2 separate regions of the Ovis aries genome follow, and region 1 is linked to region 2. Evidence: chromatin contacts called from public Hi-C data. All regions are on one chromosome and are shown on one strand. Each heading gives the region's core, a stretch centred on a gene start, on an enhancer-like site or on the middle of the called end of the contact. The rest is flanking DNA. Distances are from core to core; before and after follow the strand shown.

Region 1 (6,495 bases), core at 3,645-6,144, 140 kb after region 2:
GAAATAAAATCAATGCTGTGCGGTTTTCCAGGTGAAACCCCTCAAGGCCAGAGTCCCCTATTCTACTTTTCCACAAACATCCCAACCACTAGCAGGAAAGGCCAAGGTCTGTGGTCTACATCAGCTAGAGCATGGGATGCTGCTGCTGCTAAGTCGCATCAGTCATGTCTGACTCTGTGCGACCCCATGAACTGTAGCTTACGAGGCTCCTCCGTCCATGGGATTTCCCAGGCAAGAGTACTGGCGTGGAGTGCCATTGCCTTGCATGGGATGAGGGTCCCCCAGCACTTGACCAAAGGAAAAGTCCCTTGTTTTAGGATGGTCCCAGAGTGTCTCCTCCCTGGGATTGGGGACCTCACAGTCAGAGATGGTAACAGTTGGCAGTTGGCTAAGAGTCAACTCAGAAGCAATATCCCTTGCAAGGGATACAAGTGAGCGACAGAAGTGGCTGCACCTGAGGAAAGAACCTGCAGCCCACAAAGTCCTTCCCGTGCAGAAGGGAACCAGCCCAGCTACACACTGCACAGAAGGGCCAAGACCAGGAGTTCGGTCCGGGTCTCCCCTTGGGGCCAGGGAAGCCCTCAGCAGCCACCTCTCTCCACCACACTGGCTGGAAGCAGTGGCCATGGAGCATCCACACCTGTTTTCATCTGGGACCTGCTGCCTGCTGGAGGCCTGAGTTGAACAGGGCTACACAAAGGCTAAGGACTACGACGAGAACACATGTACATTTCTCTGCGCAGGCTTTTAGCCCTCTGATCCCATCACATTCAGATGGAACACTCACCTAGTTGCCTTCTCCTCCAGACCATGAGCTCCCGTCTAGGCACAACGCTTATCCCCACCCTAAGGATAACACTTGACATAGCCAATGGGTTTAGATTTTGTCCTGCAATCTTTGCATTGAAAGAGACTAAAATGAAGGTATGTGACTCCTAAGACTTGCTTAGGATCACCCAGGACACAACCCAGGATCACACCACCCAGGATCACACCACCCAGGATCACGCCACCCAAGGGTGCTGGTGGCGGAGGGGGCGGGGCCCTGGGTACCAGTGAAGGCAGTGTAGGCATGGTGCAGGTCAGAGAGGCTGCTGACTGTGTTCTGGTACTGACGCTCCAGGGAGATGAGCTGGCGCTCGGTGTTCCTCTGCTCTTGTGCAGGGTCCATGAACGGACCAGACAGGGCCTTCTCAATCATGCCCTCCAGCTCCGCCAGTGCCGTGGCCATCAGCTGCTGCAGCTTGGGCACGATGGCATGCCGCTTGCTGAGCAGGAACTCTGAGGCCTGGCTTTTCTCATACTGGAATGACTCCCACGTGTCCATAAGCTGAGGGGCAGGCAGAGGGTGGTCAAGCAGAGCTGGGGGATGGGGGGAGGAGCAGCGGGTGGGGCAGAGGAGATGCCTTCTCACCGAGATGTCCAGTGCTTCATTCTCAGCACTGAAGAGGCCAAAGTGGTTGCGGATGAGCTCATAGAGTGACCGCGTGTATTCCATTTGCTCCTCCAGCTCAGCGTACCGCTCGTTGGCCTCATTCAGCTGCAGGGATGACAGCATGAGACCAGCGCCCACACAGCCCTGTGCACCTCTCTGCACCCATCCTGAGGGGCACTCCCTCCTGCTAGAGGCTCCAGGTCCTAGCAGTTGCCTTTTAACCCGCCGAGATCAGGGCAGTCCAAGAGCAGATCCTCATCTGACCAAGGTCTCCCTGAAGACAGCACAGCTCCTCCTCCATCAAGTCGTTGCCCTGAGGACAGGGCAATGGATCTCTACTTAAACATACAGAGAGCAGAACTCTCTCTCTGAAAGCAGGACTGTCTCTCATCACATCAGGGCCTCCCCATTTCATGAGGATACTGAGGACCACGTGAACAGGGTGAGAACTGGCCAGGGCAGGTCACAGAGGTGGATGCAGTTTAAGGGCATAGAGCCCCACTGGGAGCTCAGCAGAGACCGGAAGGGAGTGTGCTTAGCACGTGAGCGGGATGGCCCTGGATAAGCTGGGGAGGAAGGATGGGGAGCACCCACCTTCTGGGAGCACCATGCGATGGAGTGGATGTCTGAGTTGATGGTTTGGAAGGCCTTCATGAAACCCGTGAGCTCTGTTATTAGCTGCTGACTGCGGCTCTGGCACTCATTCTGTACCTGTTCAAGAATGTCCTTCCTGATGTTTACCAGCTTGGATTCTGAAGACAGGAGAGAGTGAGGCGTGAGGGGCTGTAGTGGCCAGGGAGCATCCAGGGGAGGCTGGACTGAGAGCAGGTTGAAGGGGAAGCCAGCGCATGAACTGGCTCCCTCAGTCACTGGACACATACTGGACCCCTGCCTGGTGTCATTAGCTGCAGTTCACTGGGGCCCGTGCTGGGCACCAGCAGACAAGGGTGATGAGAGAGACAGAAAGGTTCTCACCCAGAGAAGCTCACAATATGGCAGTAGAGACAAACATATAAATGGACAATCACGTATCGGTGCAATAAATGCTCTTCAGCCAGCCCTCAACCTGGCTCAGTGAAGAGGAAGGAAGCCTGAGGAGACTGGGGGAGGCGTCCCCAGGGGGCACTGGAGCTGACTGTACTAAAGTGGTTAAGGCTCCCACGGGCACGTGGATGAAAGCATGTGCAAAGGCAAGGGAACACCATGTCCATGATAAGCAGAATGCCCACCGCAGATAAACAGTTTGCATCTGAGGAGTCTTACTGCATCTGCTGTAGCAGAAGGACCAAGAAGAGTGTGCACTTTGCCTTTTATTTTTTAAGGATTAAAGGAAAGAAGCTGTCAGGTGGATTTGCGACCGGAAGATGATCTTGGAAGCTGGCTTTGGCAATATGAACAACTCCACTGTGGCCAAGGACAGGAATAATACCAGTATGATGGCTCATATGGTAGAGCAAGGATTCAGACTCTGGCAGCCTGTTTCCAACTTGCTATATTTTATACTTTGAAGGGTTAAAAGTAAACTGACTCATCTTTCATGAGCATCTTTGAGATATACAAGATGCATATAATTGAGACATACAAGGAATGGATCCGATAGGGTTTTGAAGAAAGTAACTGATAGGAATTGGCACCAAGAGCTGAAACTGAGAAAACCAAGACGAGAAAACCTCCAAGGTGTACTCAAGTTTGAACAGAACACAAAGATGTGAACTTATCCTTTTCCAAACTGTCCCACTGGCCTCTGACAGTAGCTAGACCATCGCAATGGTGCTGCTTTCTGAACAGCAGCACCAGGTTGGTGAAGACCAAGAGCTCAACAGTGACACCATGTGGTAAGAGGGAGCAGTGGACTGATAATATACCAGGATTCCTCCGGGTTGCAAGTTGGAGATGGATGGGAAAAGACATTTGAGAGATACTTAGGAGGCAGAAGAATGGAAAGGATTTGGTGACAGGTTGGATGTGGTGGAATTAGGGAGATGGGTGAGAAAAATCTTGAGAAACTCAAGATTCTGTTGAGGCCAACTCATTATCATTCTCTATTAAATGGAGCCCAGATAGAAGAGGAGCAAAGTCGTAGGATAAATAGATAAAACTAGAAGGATGAAAGAAGGATGAAAGTGAACAGAAGGGAACAAGGTGAAATGAAAGAAAAATTAAGCATTTGCTACATGCCATAGTCAATGCTAGGAATATTGCAAATAGTATCTCATTTAATCCTCCTTCCCATAACCCAGTGAATGGCTACATTATTATGTCCATGTTACAAATAAACTGAAGCTCAGTGATATGAAGTCATGCAAACCAGTAAAAACAGAGTCACAGTTCTGAACCCAGCACTTTTCTCTCTCCATCTGTTCCTCTTAAAGAGGTCAGTTGACCTTGGATTAAGGACAAAGAAGTCAACAAATTAGAAAGAACACCGACTTCCTGAGCAAGAGTGGAGCAAAGCCCACTGCAACCAGGGTCAGAAAGAAAGCAGGCCAATCACAGGCCCTCCTGCTTCTGCCTGGCTAGCCTGAACCCTCTGTACATTTAGGAGGGAGGGCGGGGATAAGTGTAGGGAATTCTGTCACCTAGGAGATACCTAAGGAAGCCTGTGCTTTCATCTGTGGAGGGGCAAAGGCAGGGAGAGCTAGGCATGCAAGCACTTTGAGGCCCAGCTCCAAAGCCTCTCACCTTCATAAACCAAGCAGGCCTAGAGGGCATGGGTCTGAAAGTACCTACTCTCTGCAGGAAGCAGACATTGCCATCTGGGGGTGTTAGGTCAAAAAACAGAACCTCTCAATTTCCTAGAGGAACCAGCTTCCCAATCTACTGTGCTCTGTGTCTCTCCACAGCCATCTCCTGGGTGGAGGCACTTAGCCAGCAAACAGTAGTGTAAGACACGCTTCCCATAGGAAGGGAAGAAGAGGAAAGAGGAGCGAGGCTACTTCTTAAACCAGACTTCTCAGAGATCCAGGGAGACCAACAACTGGGCCTTGGCCTCGTGTGGGTAGGTAGACACCTGAAGTGGGAAACTGAGATGGGCTGAGGGGCGAATAGATAGCAATTGAGCCTGAGCTCCACTTTCCATGTAATCACTCTGGGGAGATGACCCTCTTGCAGGGTGCCCTTATACGCGTGTGACATGAGACAGTCACAGCAGAGCAGAAAACAGGGCGTGAGAAAGAGGATCAAAGATAATGTTCCCAAGACCCCACAGCTCCCAGACGGCAGTGGACACAGGAGACAGTGAAGAGTTGATAGCCAGCAGGCCCGGATGGTGTTCCTGGGTTGAGGGGCGAGGGGCCCTACAGCAGAAGCTATGGGGGTGGCCAGCCTAGGACAAAGACTGGATGAAGGGTTCACTAAAACCCCAAGGACATGTGGTGTCAGCAGGAGACAATGCAGAGCCAGGTCAGCAAGGGCAGACACTCTGGGCTCCTACCAGCTGAGAGAACACAGGCCAGTTACTCCAGCTCAGGACACAGCTGCACCGGAAGCAGCAAGGTCAGAAGGGCAGAGACCTCAGGGAAGTCAACAGAAGCCAGCCAAGAAGAGCACATGGCCCTGAAGCCCTCTCCAATGCCAGGTGCCACCCTGGGGAGGAAAATGAGCTGAGGACGCTTGAGAAACAGAACAACCGAGAACCGTAGTATGAATTTTGAATTGACCAATTACTCCAAATAGACTGAATTAGACCAAAAGTCCTACTTTAAATGAAAAAAAAAAAGTGTTCACTTTCAATTGGAATACAGTTGTCCTTAGGGGAATTGGTTCTAGGACTCCTGAGGATACCAAAATCCACACATGCTCAGTTCCCTTATGAAATGGCACAGTATTTGCACATAACCTATACATGTCCCCCTGTGTACTTTAAATCATCTCTGTGCTGTGTGCTAAGTTAAGTCACTTCAGTCATGTCCGACTCTGTGCGACCCTATGGACTGTAGCCCATCATGCTCCTCTGTCCTTGGGACTCTCCAGACAAGAATACTGGATTGGGTTGTCATGCCCTCCCCCAGGAGATCTTCCCAACCCAGGGACTGAGCCTGCATCTCTTACGTCTTCTGCATTGATAGGCAGATTCTTTCCCACTAGCGCTACGTGCGAAGCCCCTTAAATCATCTCTAGCTTACTTATAACACCTAAAACGATGTAAATGCTATGTAAATAGTTGTAAATACAGTGTAAATGCTGCATAAACAGTTGTCGGTTCGAGTTTTGCTTTTTTGGGACTTTCTGGAATTTTACCCACAGACATAGAACATACAGATATGGAGGGCCAACTGTCTGTTCTTTCACCATCAGCAGAATTTAAGGCTACAGAACAAGCCAAGATCAGTTAAAGAGAGTAACTTTTATACATACAAATCGTGGTGTCAATTTTGACTGCTACATGTGGAGAGAGGGCACCCTTGATTCCTGAGAATCTCAGTAAAGAAACTGAGTTCTCCTAGCCTAAGGAGCAAGCAAAGATTTTCCTCAGCCACATTTGGTCTGACTCCTTCCACACCATAAGAACAGAAAATGTCAGGTGACAGAGACACCTTTCCTGAGAAGTATGGGGGACGAGCTGGGCCAAAACAGATGGAGAGGCTGCCCCCCGTAGTGGACAGTTGGCAAAGGGAAGGATGGGACTGGGGCTTTGGGAGGTTCTACTAGTTCCTGCACCAAAGGTCTCTGGGGGACACTGAAGGCCCAGGGAGGGCCGTGTGGATAAGGCACAGAAGGCGAAGGAGAGAAGGGAGGACAGGACTTCGTTGGTGGTCCAGTGGTTAGGAAACCGCTTGCCAGGGCAGGGGACACAGGCTCCATCCCTGGACTCCACATGCCATGGGGCAACTGTACCCAGGTGCCACAACTAGTGAGGATGCAACTACCGAGCTTCGCAGGTGGCTCAGTAGTTAAAGAAGCCTCCTGACAACCCAGGAGACAGGAGATGCAGGTTCGATCCCTGGCTAAGGAAGATCCCCTGGAGGAGGAAATGGTAACCCACTCCAGTATGCCTGCCTGGGAAACCCTGTGGACAGAGGAGGTTGGCAGAATACAGTTCATAAGGGTCGCAAAGAGTC
Region 2 (6,694 bases), core at 2,278-4,777:
GTTGATTGTATTGGTTCATATTTTGATTAATAAAGATGTGTTTGAGCCTAGTTACAATGACTTAAAATTTGTGATCTGAAACCACAATTACATTTACATTTGCACCAACCTATACAAATAAGGACGATGTTTGATGCTGTACATTTTCACCATGTGGATATTCCTTTTTTAAAGCAATGGATCAAATAACACCAGTGTCAGTATTCAATTTCCCTGAATTTTGCAAAGAAGAAAATCTACCCAATTTTTACCAGTAGAAATTTAGGATGAATTTTTTGATGATGATGTTATAGTATAATGTGGAGATAACTGAAAGCTATAAGAATTAATTCCAAATACCTGAGACATAGAGAATATTGCAATTTCTGGAATTTATTGTGAACTATGGTTTGTATAATTTTCTGCCAACATATCCATATCTTTAAGAATGTTCCTAAAAAAATACTTTTCATATTTGCATAATTGTTGCTTCCAACTAAGGAAATTTTTCAAAACTAAACCTAGCTTGACCACGTAGGGACAAGAAAACTCCCCGGCCCATCCTGGAGGAGGACCAAATGATGGAAGCATGACCTCTACTCAAGAATGACAAGTCTTCTTCTCCTCCTCCACACTTTTGGATTATAAAACTGTAGCCCAGTAAGTTCTTCGAGTGCAGCAACCTCTCGTCTGCCTGCTTGTACGTCTCACAAGTGTCCTATCCTAATAAATCAATTCTTATCTAGCACTTTGCCTCTCGCTGAATTCTTTCTGCACTGAGACATAAAGGACCACAACTCTTCAGAGCCTCCCAACAGGACACTTGACAGTTTCCGTTGCTCTTATGTTTCTTATGTTTGCCAGAATCCTTGTCTTGTATTAGACAACTCTGATCTCTGCCTTCCTGGTGACATAGCATTGTCCTTGTGTGTCTCTGTCTCTTCACAAGTGTTCTTTTTATAAGGACACCAGCCATTTTGGATTAGGCATCCATCCTAGTCCAGCTGCAGTCCATGGGGTTGCAAAGAGTGAGACACGACTGAACTGAGCGACTGAACTGAACTGAACTAGTCCAGTATGACCTCATCTTAACCAATTACATCTGCAAGCACTCTATTTCCACAGAAAGTCACATCCTGAGGTATTGGGTGAAGGAGATACAGGAGGTGTGGGGGTCGGGTGGGACTTAGCATATAATTTTTGCGGGGGGGGACACATCTGAATACATAACAAAGAACAATTTTGACTAAGTCATTGCAAATCAGCTGACACAAAGGCTCAAAACCAGAAACTATAATGCTTTTGTTCATTTATTTAACACATAAATGCATACGTATGTTTTTCCCTTTTAAGATAAAAAACACAGTGATGTAATTTTTTTCAAAATGATGCAAAGAGCTGGCTAATTTGAAAAGACCCTGATGCTGGGAAAGATTGAGGGCAGAAGAAGGGGACCACAGAGGACGAGATGGCTGGATGGCATCACTGACTCGATGAACATGAGTTTGGGTAAACTCCCGGAGTTGGTGATAGAGTGCCAGGATCAAGCCTGGCGTGCTGTGGTCCATGGGGTTGTCAAGAGTCAAACACGACTGAACAACTGAAATGAACTGAATTTAAAAATATTAAATCATTACTTTTTCTTTGAGCACAGCACTTTTTCTTCAACTAGGATGGTTATGTCACGCGAGTGTATGTTCCTCGATTCTTTGTCTTGTCACAACAAAGATTTGGAGTGACAGATATTAAAGCCCCCTCGGCGTGTCACAGCTCTCAGGTCTTGGATAGACCGTGTTATAGCTCTCAGGTCTCAAATGAACCGTGTTATAGCTCTTAAACAAATCAGTGTTACAGCTCTATTTTATTTAGAAGATAGCAGGAAAATCCATCTTCGAGGTGTGAGGGCACGTCAATCTAAAGACATGAGAAGAGCGCCCCAGAGCGCAGGAGAGAGAGACAGCTGGCTCTGGCTCCTCTATTTATATGTTTATCTCTCCCTGGGCCTGTCCTATGTAAATTGGGCCAGCCAGGAGTGTTGTTTGTTTTACCTGAGGTCCTCACTCCAGTCCTGGGACCTTTTATTTCATTTTCCTGGGCTTTTCCTTTCCTTGTCTGTAGCCACCGCCATTTTGGACTCCTTTCCCCTGTTCTACCTACCTAACACTTAGATGTGCTTTGTGGATTAAAAATGTCACCTGCCACATCAGTAAAGAAACGATGTTGCAGCCATCAGCCAGTGTAGGCCCTCCTCTCCACCACAGTAAACCCCAAAAAAACTCAGGACAGAAACATAACCCTCCCCAGTGAATCATCAGACACTGCAGCCACTCACTGAATGGAGCAACCTGAGGAGACTCGGGATGAGAAAACAGGATCAGTCAGTCAGTTCAGCCGCCCATGAACTGCAGCACGCCCGGCCTCCCTGTCCATCACCAACTCACTCATACTAGCCCCAAATAGCTGGGATGCATATCAAAACAATGATCTCAGTGAGCCTAGACTCTTCCATCTTCTCATACATGAAAAAGCACTAAATCCCTTGAGATATCTGGCTTTCTTTAAGATAATCTTTTGATGCTCCAACTACCCTGTCTTCCCTGCAAAATCTCTTATATTTTCTGCCCCCCACCCACTCCAAACCCCTTCTACAACCCCCCTCTGCCACCATAGCCTCTCAGAGTTATCTTAGCTACTGTGTCGTGGGATCAAGTCCTCAGTTTTGTCTGCTAGGTAAAACAACTCTCAACTTTTACGTTGTGCTTTTTTTTTCCCAGTCAACAACTTCAAGGAAAGAAAATTTTCACCATCTCTATTTCTTTCCTATCATTGTTATTCCATTCATTTCGCCATTACTACTGAAAATAATTTGCTTTTCAAAATGACACGCTCAGCGTGTCAGACGCCCCGCGCCTCAGAAAGCAGGTCCGCCGGCCTGAAGGACTGGCACACCGCCAAGCACTTTCCTCTTCAGGTCCTCACGCTACAAGCCAGCTCCAAGCTGAGCTTCCCAGCGCGGGGTCCCATGACGACTGTCGCAGCACCAGAGAAACCGTCGGCCTGTTCATCCCACACCAGGGGGCGCCTGGTTCCCGGGCAAACCAGCCGCGCTCGGAAGACCAAACTCCGCCCATCTCTCCTCCTCCGGACGAGGTCAACGCCCCGTCCCCGCCCTCCCCAAGGCTGCCAACGAGGCAGGCTCTGATACACATGCGCAAACACGTCCACCACGCAGCTACGTAAGGCGCGTGGGTCCTCTAAGCTCCGCCTCTCGGCCGCGTCTTTGAGTTTCCAGTTCCGGCCTCACAGAGGTGGGGAGCAGCCGGGAACATGCGGCTGTCGTTCGCCGCCGCGATCTCCCACGGCCGCGTATACCGCCGTCTAGGCCTTGGTCCCGAGTCCCGCATTCACCTGTTGCAGAACTTGCTTACGGGACTGGTGCGCCACGAACGCATCGAGGCGTCATGGGCACGCGTGGACGAGCTGAGGGGCTACGCCGAGAAGGTAAGGGGCGTGACCCTCTTGTGCCTCTCCTAGGTCTGGCCTGAGGGGGCGGGATCCGGCTGGAGTTGGGGAAGAATTGGGACCGCCCTGGTAAAGAGTGCCGGAAGTCTCCTTATTACCATGAGCTGAACCTACTCCTGTGGCCCCTCAAATGGAGACCTGATTAGAACAGCGTGTTTAGAGGTAGCCTGAATTAGCGACATGCTTTGCTAGAGTATGGAATGAATAGGTTGCAATTTGGCATTAGAGCATTAAGATTGACGCCTCCTTTCTTGCTCGGATTTTGGTGAGTGATGTTGTGTCCTCACAGCTCATTGACTACGGGAAGCTGGGAGACACCAACGAACGAGCCATGCGCATGGCGGACTTCTGGCTCACGGTGAGTGCATCCTGTCCACTTCCCAGATCTTATCCTTTGATTCCTAAGTGGAAGGGAGTTGTTAGAGGAAAGGGAATTGGGCGAAATTAAGGCACGCACTTACGGACAAATGTGAACTAAGTAAGAGATATATGTCCTACGTTGAGTTCAACGTGAATCTCAGTCTACACAACTGCCCATAATTGATCAGTTTATAATGCCACGTCAGAGGGTGAGGGAAGGGATGTGGGTGTGTGTGTGTTTGAACCCTACCTTTGGGGATGCTGAAAGTTAATGTCTCGGTGATGGTGCCTGACTCTGCTCTCTCCTGGAAAACTCTCCCCCTCTAGGAGAAAGACTTGATCCCAAAGCTGTTTCAAGTACTGGCCCCTCGGTACCAAGGTCAGAATGGGGGCTACACGAGAATGCTGCAGATCCCAAATCGGAATCAGCAGGATCGGGCCAAAATGGCAGTGATTGAGTACAGAGGGAACTGTCTCCCACCCCTGCCCCTGCCACGCAGAGACAGCAACCTTACACTCCTAAACCAGCTGCTTCAGGGGCTGCGGCAGGACCAGGAAGCAAGCACCCACAGCTCCCACCCAGCTCAAACACCAGAGGTTTAACTGAAGCCAAAGGGCATGTGGCCCTCATCAGTGCCCGTGATCACAGGCCTTGGGAGCTCTATTCAGCTCTAAGAACTGGAGCTTGAGTTGTAAAATGGACTGTCTGATTGGAGTCTGGAGCCCAGAACTTTCTGAGAGCCAGATACCCTTTTCTTTGCACAATAGGTAAAAATCGTTGTATGTATGTAAACTGATTGTTTTCCCCCCTTCTGATTTCTGGAGAATGAGAACTCTACATCGGTCTGTATGAGGCAGTAAATTCATGGCATGTTTCTGGCTCTTAATCTGGGTTGTGTTGAATTAACACGGTTTTGTTTTTCTTCATGCCTGATTATATGGGGCATGTGTTCTGTAATTCCAAACTGGCCCCCATAGGTGATTGAGTTTTGTTATCTAGCACAGAGACTGAGCCCCTGGGATTTCTTAAAAGATTACTTCCTGAAGGGCTGGAGGGTGAACATCTAGAAGTGAACTTTCTGTAATACTCTGGCACCCTAGGAACCTTCAAGGTTCCAATCCTCTGTTTCTGGACAGGATCACATGTTACCTTCAAGTGCTCCCTTCAAACCCTGAACGGACTTCAGAGGAGAGGACCATCAACCTGGCCAGGAGAGTGGAAGCATTTAGCAGGGGATGTTGACTGCAGGATAAGCTCCTTCCTTTGAGGGTGGGAATGGAGGGGTGAAGAAGAGGGTAGAAGTGGAAGAAAGATTAGAAAGTTAAATACGTGGGAATTTCCTGGAAGTTTTCATTGTTGTCAAATCTGGCCCTCTCTGGGAACTCGGAAGAAGGAAATCCGTCTTCAGAATGGTCAGGATGTGAGAAGTAGGAAGTTCCTTTATGTGCACTAGGAACTGCGAAGCCAGACTGGGCCCAGCCAGGCTGCCCATCCCTCACACTCACAGGCTTCATTTGGGAGATAGTCATGGGAAGTCTTGGAGCTATCATCCCTGCACGAATACGGGATAGCAGGGCCTAGCAGATCCCAGATTTCTAGTACAGTGAAAAAAAGATTTTTATCTTAGGGCAGACCTTCAGAGGGTATTTGGCCCACCAAACCCATACACTGTTTGAGATAATAAGGGTGCGGGTGGAGGGCTCCCCAGTCTAGCAGACAGATACTGGCCTTAGTGCCAGCTGCTCTGGTCTCATTTCAGGTCAGCTGCCTAAGTGAGAAACTGATCTGCCCCCTGACAGAGATATCTCTTTTATTCTACTCCAGTTGGTCTTCTGCACTGTTACAAAAAACCTTTTTCTGACATTATATTTTAAGTGACATATAGTAGACACTTAGAATATTTATTGACTAACATTTAACTCTGAATGCTCCTCAAAAAAAATTTGCTCCCGTTCTGCGTTTTTGGCACTAACTCTTTCCCCTCGGCCAGATATCTTAGAGTCAGCCTTGACTCCTAGAAAAAGCACTTTCTTTAAAATTAAAACCACATCTCTAAGTGTTGGTATCAGGTGGATTATGACTGGACTCTTACATCTTTTCCTCTTAGGCCCGAGAAATATACCTTCCTTTGGGGCTTTCAGTAGTTCCCCAAGTGTTTTATTCAGCATCTGCTAGTACCCAGCATCATTTTAGGCGCTAGGGATATCCTAGTTAACAAGTGTCGGCCATATATTGGGCCCTGGGCTACACATTAGGATGTAGAATTGAGAAGAAACAACCTGTGCCATCAAGGAGCTCACAGCCTGATGGGCCATGTCCAGTGCCACAGTGGTCTCAAGAGACACTGCATCCCCTTTAATGTTTTTGCCTATACAGATAGAGTATGTGAACCCTAAAGCGTTTACTAAAGGCTCAGGGATTGGTGCAGTGGTAAAGAACTCCCCTGCCAATGCAAGAGACGAGTTCAATACCTGGGTTGGGAAAATCCTCTGAAGTAGGAAATGGCAACTCACTCCAGTATTCTTGCCTAGAAAATTCCATAGACAGAGAGTCTCATGGGCTGCAGTCCATGGGGTCACAGAGTTGGACTGGACTGAATATAAACACTGGGATAACACCAGAGAAATAACAGTATAGCAGTTTCGCTAATCAGGCCTATAAATGGCAAGACTTCACCTAAATAGGTGGAATATGCCCCCAAATCCATGCTGGCACCTATTTAATAAATTCCAAACTCCCAAGCGAGGCCCATATATAGTAAAAATTCCCTCCTACTTGCAAAGTTTCTCTGTTCAGGCTCTAGCTTCACAAGTTATGCCCATTCTCCTCAAA

The links. Hi-C and Micro-C count contacts between places; a contact is called where the count stands out from the background.
Region 1: a Hi-C map of liver shows a contact between it and region 2, with 4 times the contacts expected there. The contact joins two enhancer-like sites. A contact is called at or near these places in 11 of 16 Hi-C or Micro-C datasets (blood, hypothalamus, liver and 4 more).

What each region holds. Positions count from the first base shown.
Region 1 is chr15:46,266,042-46,272,536 of ARS-UI_Ramb_v3.0, forward strand. It overlaps DNHD1 (dynein heavy chain domain 1), which reads right to left. Exons shown (of 42, transcript XM_042232612.2): 12 at 2,030-2,187; 13 at 1,054-1,540. Among named protein-coding and RNA genes, the nearest start is that of DNHD1, 30 kb to the right of the region's middle. Within about 2 kb of position 4,895, at least 2 of the 54 cell types and tissues checked have an H3K27ac peak or open chromatin away from gene starts, as enhancers often do. A contact at or near this core is called in liver, where this site is marked.
Region 2 is chr15:46,126,829-46,133,522 of ARS-UI_Ramb_v3.0, forward strand. It overlaps MRPL17 (mitochondrial ribosomal protein L17), which reads left to right. Exons shown (of 5, transcript XM_060399974.1): 5 at 1-50. Among named protein-coding and RNA genes, the nearest start is that of DCHS1, 19 kb to the right of the region's middle. Within about 2 kb of position 3,528, at least 53 of the 54 cell types and tissues checked have an H3K27ac peak or open chromatin away from gene starts, as enhancers often do. A contact at or near this core is called in liver, where this site is marked.